2 separate regions of the Anser cygnoides genome follow, and region 2 is linked to region 1. A link is a contact called in public Hi-C data. All regions are on one chromosome and are shown on one strand. Each heading gives the region's core, a stretch centred on a gene start, on an enhancer-like site or on the middle of the called end of the contact. The rest is flanking DNA. Distances are from core to core; before and after follow the strand shown.

Evidence for each region. Hi-C and Micro-C count contacts between places; a contact is called where the count stands out from the background.
Region 2: a contact with region 1 is called in a Hi-C map of liver, with 2.7 times the contacts expected there. The contact joins two enhancer-like sites. A contact is called at or near these places in 2 of 7 Hi-C or Micro-C datasets (both in liver).

The regions. Positions count from the first base shown.
Region 1 is chr4:68,885,091-68,888,160 of Taihu_goose_T2T_genome, reverse strand. FAM13A (family with sequence similarity 13 member A) reads left to right here. Exons shown (of 21, transcript XM_048052161.2): 21 at 1-488. LOC106046091 (probable E3 ubiquitin-protein ligase HERC3) reads right to left here. Exons shown (of 25, transcript XM_066996351.1): 23 at 2,582-2,765; 24 at 1,733-1,835; 25 at 1-1,003. The coding sequence ends at 795. Among named protein-coding and RNA genes, the nearest start is that of MBOAT4, 84 kb to the right of the region's middle. Within about 2 kb of position 1,445, at least 2 of the 3 cell types and tissues checked have open chromatin away from gene starts, as enhancers often do. A contact at or near this core is called in liver, where this site is marked.
Region 2 is chr4:69,016,266-69,019,335 of Taihu_goose_T2T_genome, reverse strand. FAM13A (family with sequence similarity 13 member A) reads left to right here. Exons shown (of 21, transcript XM_048052161.2): 3 at 1-40. Among named protein-coding and RNA genes, the nearest start is that of FAM13A, 7.4 kb to the left of the region's middle. Within about 2 kb of position 1,610, at least 2 of the 3 cell types and tissues checked have open chromatin away from gene starts, as enhancers often do. A contact at or near this core is called in liver, where this site is marked.

The sequences.
Region 1 (3,070 bases), core at 196-2,695:
TAGACTTACCAGCAGAAGAACAACACAAGAGAGAGGCAGTTTGAGAAACCCGTTATTACGGATATTGTTTGTCCTTCCCCAAGCCTTAACACAGAGGAGTCTGAAGCTTCTTTAAGAAGACGCTGCTTAGAAACAAAATTTAAGACAAAAGAAAAACATGCCAACCCCCAAACCACCCTACTCTCCGTGAGATATACTGGTGCAAAAAGACAGAGCATGTACCGCAACTAATACACTGTCCTGTGGGTCACAAATGACACCCCAGCCCAGTACCATCTGCCAAGGACCAGAGGGCAGGGGGGATATATCCATTCAAAGCAAGCAAGAACCAGCTTGCATTTAAAAAGGGAAGAAAAAAAAAAAGGGTGGGGGAAATCACAGCTTTTCAAAAAGGAGATCACTATTTCATCCTGAATTTCCACCATAGCCTCAATGCAAGGAACACCAAAGGTTTAAACTGAACAAAAAGGGGGGGGGGGGGGGGGGGGGGGGGGCAATAAAAGCAAACTACGAGTATTTGCTGCGAGGGCAGTGCTGTGAAGTTGGAGGGGAAACAACGAAAAAGCCCACCAAACTCATTTTGTTCAGTAGATCAGAAAACTCAAAGCTAAAGTCTCTCCCTGCTAAACCCCACAAAATACTGGCAGCATCAGGCTGAGACTGCATCATCTGCATCTATGATTCTTACTATTATTTTTCCCCCAAAATGCTCTGATCCCTTCCTTTATAAAAATAAAGCCAAGCCCATTGCTTTCTTCCTCTGTACCCAAGTGCCTGTGCCTCTCCCACACACGTCAAGCCAAGCTGAAGCCCTCATAGTGATCGATGGCTTGCACCAGCCGGGCGCTGAGAATCTCCTTGCTGCTGTACTTGGGCAAGTCCAGGAGATTGTAGCAGGTGTGCGCCACGGGCAGGTACTGCTCCCCGCTGGCTGTGGACTGGATGACGATGCGAAGGCTTGACATGCCGTAGATGGGAATGCGGTCGCTGCCTGTCAGGAACACTAGGAGAAGCAGAGAGAAGGCAGGCTGGTTAGGACAGGCACCCTCACACTTGTACGGCTGTGATACGATGCCCCTTGTGCCTTCTCATCTCCATGCTGAACTCTTCTAGCTCTCTCAGCTTTTATTTCCAAAGCTTTTTCCTGGAAGCATGTGCCAATACATAAGAAATCTGCAGTCAGTGGAGCTGCACCAGCAAAGAATTTGGCCACATGTTGCTGGGTTTGCTGGAAGCAATGCTCTAAAGAAAGACAGCAACTGCTTCAGGTCTGGCCAAGTAAGGGGATGGTGACTGCCAGCTCAGCAAAACTGCCACACGGAGATTTAATACTTCTTGGAGCTAGATTCTTTTAGGACACTTAAATCTGAATAATCCTTCAATAAAACAGCGCTTTCCTCAGCATGCCTCCATCTCTGTGCTTGACACCAACTGTTTCCAAACAGATACACATTAGTGGGTACAAGATCAGGAAACAAAACCAGTCCAAAAATAAAGATTGGCTCTTTTCAGTGCTTTCCCAGGTTGCCCTTGGGACACAATATTCCCTCAACATGATGCCCCAAGGGAGCAACAGTTGCCAGCTGCAGCAACAAACTCTGAACCACCTGCCCTTAAAACCACGTATTTCTCCTCCTCTTCCCTTTTATTGCCAAACAAAGTGACATCTACCCCCCAGTGACATTGATTCGTCAATTTCAGATGACAGCCTGCACCACTGCAAAATACTTACAGAGAAATTTCTTCTTCTTTTCCAAGGGAAATGCATGAAACGTTTCCCAAAACATCCTCACGGTTGGGTGTGTCGCAGTGTAGTCTCCCTTATAGACGGCACTCTATTAGAAAAACAAAAAGTCACATAATTTCATCTAGCACTAGAACGCAAGGACTAAGTAGGAACACGACCTGATCTCTTCTAGTATCTCAGACTGACGTCTGACAGCTAAGAAATGGAGTGCAGGATGTGCCATAGGCAACAGCATGGCTCAAAGACACAGGAAAGTGTTCTTGCTACAGGTGAAAGGCCAGTATTTAGGCTTCTAGGTATTCAGCTAATTAGAGGTGTAACGAGGAACCCTGGTGTACCTGATCACGGGCTGGACTCGCGGACAGGATCATGTGTTCTGCACTGTGAGGCCATTTCTACTGCTAAGGCTGAGACAAAACAAATATTTGCTGATCTGCACGTGTTTTGAGAGGATACAACTCTTGCGTTCTGTCCAGACTTCCCTTTGAACACTTGGCTGTGTACTTTTTGCCCTTGTTAGTTCTATTGTAAATGAAGATTCTGATTTTGTCTCTTTCTTTCAATCTTAGGCTTCATCCCTACGAAAAAAAGATAGAAGTCCTCCTCCCCTCTTCTTTTTCATCCCCAATTTCCTCCACGAGCTTTATCAGTAGCAGGATAGTGAAGTAAGAGAGTAACTTTTCATGTGAATAATTGCAAGATGTACAAGAAACATATAAAAACATCCGTAGCTTACTACACCTCTTGACCCAACCTAGTGCCCACCTCTTGCAGCTGCCCAATCCTAGTACTCGTAAAAAAAAGAAGAAAAACATGACAAGAGGGAAGCTTTACCTCCTCCAGTTCCTCCCAGTTGTAGTTACTGTTTCCAACTATCATGGCCCTGAGCTCTGTGGGCTGGAAGAGTTCCAGGACCTTCCCACCACATACTTTCAGGAAACCAGTGGAAAAAGCTGTGTACCACTCATGGATGGAGAGGTTGAAGATGTAATTTACATAGGCTTCAACAAATTCTTCCCTAGGGCATTGAGAGAGAGCAGGTAAAGAAAAGCACTTTTATTCATACGCCTGAGTGGCAGCACTGCTAGTTTTGCTGCTTCTGCCTGTAACGTTTCTTGCAAATACGAGTCTTCAACAGGTTCACCCCACTGCCCGCCTCCCGCTGAGATGACTCACTGCAACATGGACAAAGTCACCAGGTGGCACGTACCACTACGTGTGCGCTTAACCAGTGCAGCGGAACCTGCCTCTCTGCTGAGGTTGAGTTACACAAGTAGCAGGATTCGGTTACCGGAGAACCACAACTGACCCAGCAATTGCAGC
Region 2 (3,070 bases), core at 361-2,860, 130 kb before region 1:
AGCTCTGCCTTACAGCCCAAGTTCATTCAGCTTTACCAGGGTAAGTGAGAGGTAAAAATTTCCATCCTTCAGTGTGCTTTCTTTCGGGAGAATTTTATGCAGACATCATAAGCAGTACTCTCTGTTTCTTAGCTTACATACTTTGTTCTGTATTTCCTTTGACTTTAGCTTTAATCTGCTCCCAGGCGTCTCCCAGATGTGCAACTCTGAGTCTTGGCAGAAATCACAATGGCGTTAGAAAAGAGAGAAAACTGTTTCTTGCATATTTGGTAAAATCTGGACTATTTATGCTTTTCCAATCCAGTTATATCTGCAAAATATAAACTGAAATTATCAATTGGTTTGTTAGAGCAAGCTTGTAGACAATAACTGCAGTCTCTCTAGGACACAGGTTTGCTTCTGTTTTGCTAGGGTGATTACTTGGAATTTCGTTCTAATGGACTCTGAAATATTATAACAACGTCATCTGCTAATCACGTTTATTATCCACTGAGCCCCAAAGCACATATTGTCTAAATTTCCAGTTCTCACTGAGGGATGTGATTGACCATTAGAAACAAGCCAGTTTGCAAGTAACAACAGACTTTACCAATCATAGCATAGAATGTACCAATCATAGCATGTTTTTTTAACCTTTAAGTAGTAGATAATCTGTAAGGAAGAACATCACTTCAGCTTTAGAAAGTTGAAACTTGCACAGCTGTTTGCCTAAATGATTTGTTGATCTAATCCATCCGTATTAGTCCGTATTGTTATGCAGACTAGACGGTGGTTGGCCCTGTTCCTGGACCATTTGGGGCAGTGGGAGTTCTTTTGCTGCAGGCAGTTGATGCCTCTTATTGCTGTCTTCCTAAGAAGCTGCGAAGTGAGTGGGTACATGTTACTAGAGATATGCTCTTTACAGTAAAGCAGGCAAATAGGATACATGTAGAGGAGGAACGATGTAGAGGAACATCCTCTGAACAGATCCCCAGTGGAAGACAGTGCAAAGTTTTCACACTGTTGTCCTCAGGTTTTCCTCCCACTTTTTTTGGCCTGCAGTGGAGATGAAGTTTAGTTATTGCCTGGAGCAGGGAGAACACAACCATGTTTTCTCTTCCTTTCCTGTCTGGGGCTCTACAGACTGTTAAGGGTGTGCTGGAGAAGAACTCTGCCTTTCCCTAAGTGCAGTCAATAAAGTAATAAACAGGTTGTATGTGGGCTGTGTAAAATACCTTTCTCTGTAAAATATCATTTAGTAAAGTTGTCTGGGGCCCAAGGACAGGGTTCAGGAAGTGCTGGGTAGGAAGGTGCCGTTGTTTCAGAAAGTCCCTTTTTTAAATTTTTTTGGTCATAGCTGTGCTTTCTTTTGGATCTCTTAGATTTAACCATGTCTGACTCATGAGATGCATTTGATTATGTTCCTTCACTTAAATCACTTTAAGTGGAAATTTTGTATAAGTTGCACGTTCCCTGTTCTGCATCCCTGTCCCACAAAGGTCATATCACTGTATTGCGCCAGAAACTATTGATGTACTTTGTGAACTGTGCTGTTTGTGGAAAGTCTCATTCATTCTTGCTTCCCACAGGAAATAGAAAATTCCCCCAGTGATTTCTATGGAAATGAGATACATATCCATACTTAGCAGACTTAGCCACCAAGCTTTGTTGTTTCAAAAAAAAGTTACTGGTGTAAATCACAAACCTGGTTCTCCAAAAGTCTGTTTAGCTGTGATGTACCTTTACAGTTAAGTTTGCATGTATTGTACAATAATCTCTAGTTCTAGTTCCATTATATTTTTTATTAGGGTTAGCTGTTATGGCAAGGGGAAGGTTTTGGTTAAGTTTGAAGAAAAATCAGTTGTTTTTTTTCATGTGCTGGAAAATGTATCATAAATTGCTCTGAAAGGCACTGATTACTTTCGTAGGGTTCAGATTAGTTTCAGTGGTAGATGAGACTGTGTTTACAGTTAAATGATCAACCAACTGTGCAGGATTGGCAGAATTATCTATTCACTTATCAAAGTATGTGCAAGGGTATTTGTTGCAAAATGGTACCAACAGCAAGCATGCCTGAGTGTTCTTTTTGTAAACTATGAAGAAAGTAGGTCAAGGTGTTTCTGAGCCAACAGGTTATTAAAAAATAACTTTGAATCTGGAGCCACTTCACTCTATGTCTACAGTGAAGGCAGTTACAAACTCTGTTACAACCTCTGTATTCCCTCCTGTTGAAGCTTTGTAATTATTTTAGAATTCCTTTGGAATATTTTCAGGGTTTGGTATCAGCATCTTTTAAATCAGCTAAAAGTTTGGCCTGAGAATAATACACAATTACTTTCCTTCCTATAAAAAATGTTAGGGAGTGATTCCCCCAGTTAAAAATAGCTGGAGTGAAAACTACAAATCTTACCTGAGATTGTAATCCTTTTTAAAGCAGGGTATAGTCCACATTACCAAACCAAAGAGTAAATGATCTGCCCTTTATTGAAAAAGAGAAATGTGATACGTTGGTAGTTCAGGAAGTCCACACAGCTGGTTTGGCATGCTACCAGAAGCCTGTGCAACAGCAGTGTGAAATGTGCATGCTGCCCCTAAATCCTGACGCAATGCTGTTTATATAAATATTCAGAGTAATTCCAAGACTATGCAGTTCCAGAAAACATCACGTAGCGTATCCTATGGACAGTCTGCTGCGTCCTGACCTCCTCTCTCTACCCTTGAAGAAGCGCAGTGACACTGGGAGTTGAGAAGGGCCTCCATCTGTAAATGGTGTTGATTGGAGATGTGTAGCAAGTACAGGCTAGGGACACACTGGTAATGATCTTTGTGTTGACTGGTCTCCTCAGAGTGCTTGACAAATATGAACGTTGCTTTTCGCAGGGGATCCTGGGGTCAAAATTGTCCACTGCAATCTGTTCTGTGGCTGCAGTTTTGCTGGAGAACAGGGCTGTGCCTGCCCAAGCAAAATGGGCCGTGCTTGCAGACCAGTGAAAGCCCTGGATGACTGAAAGATACTTCTTTCAGAAAACTCATTTGGAAGTAATCGGTAGCTCCTGTACAGAAATCTGTTTGAGCTTGTTTATTCCTTCTG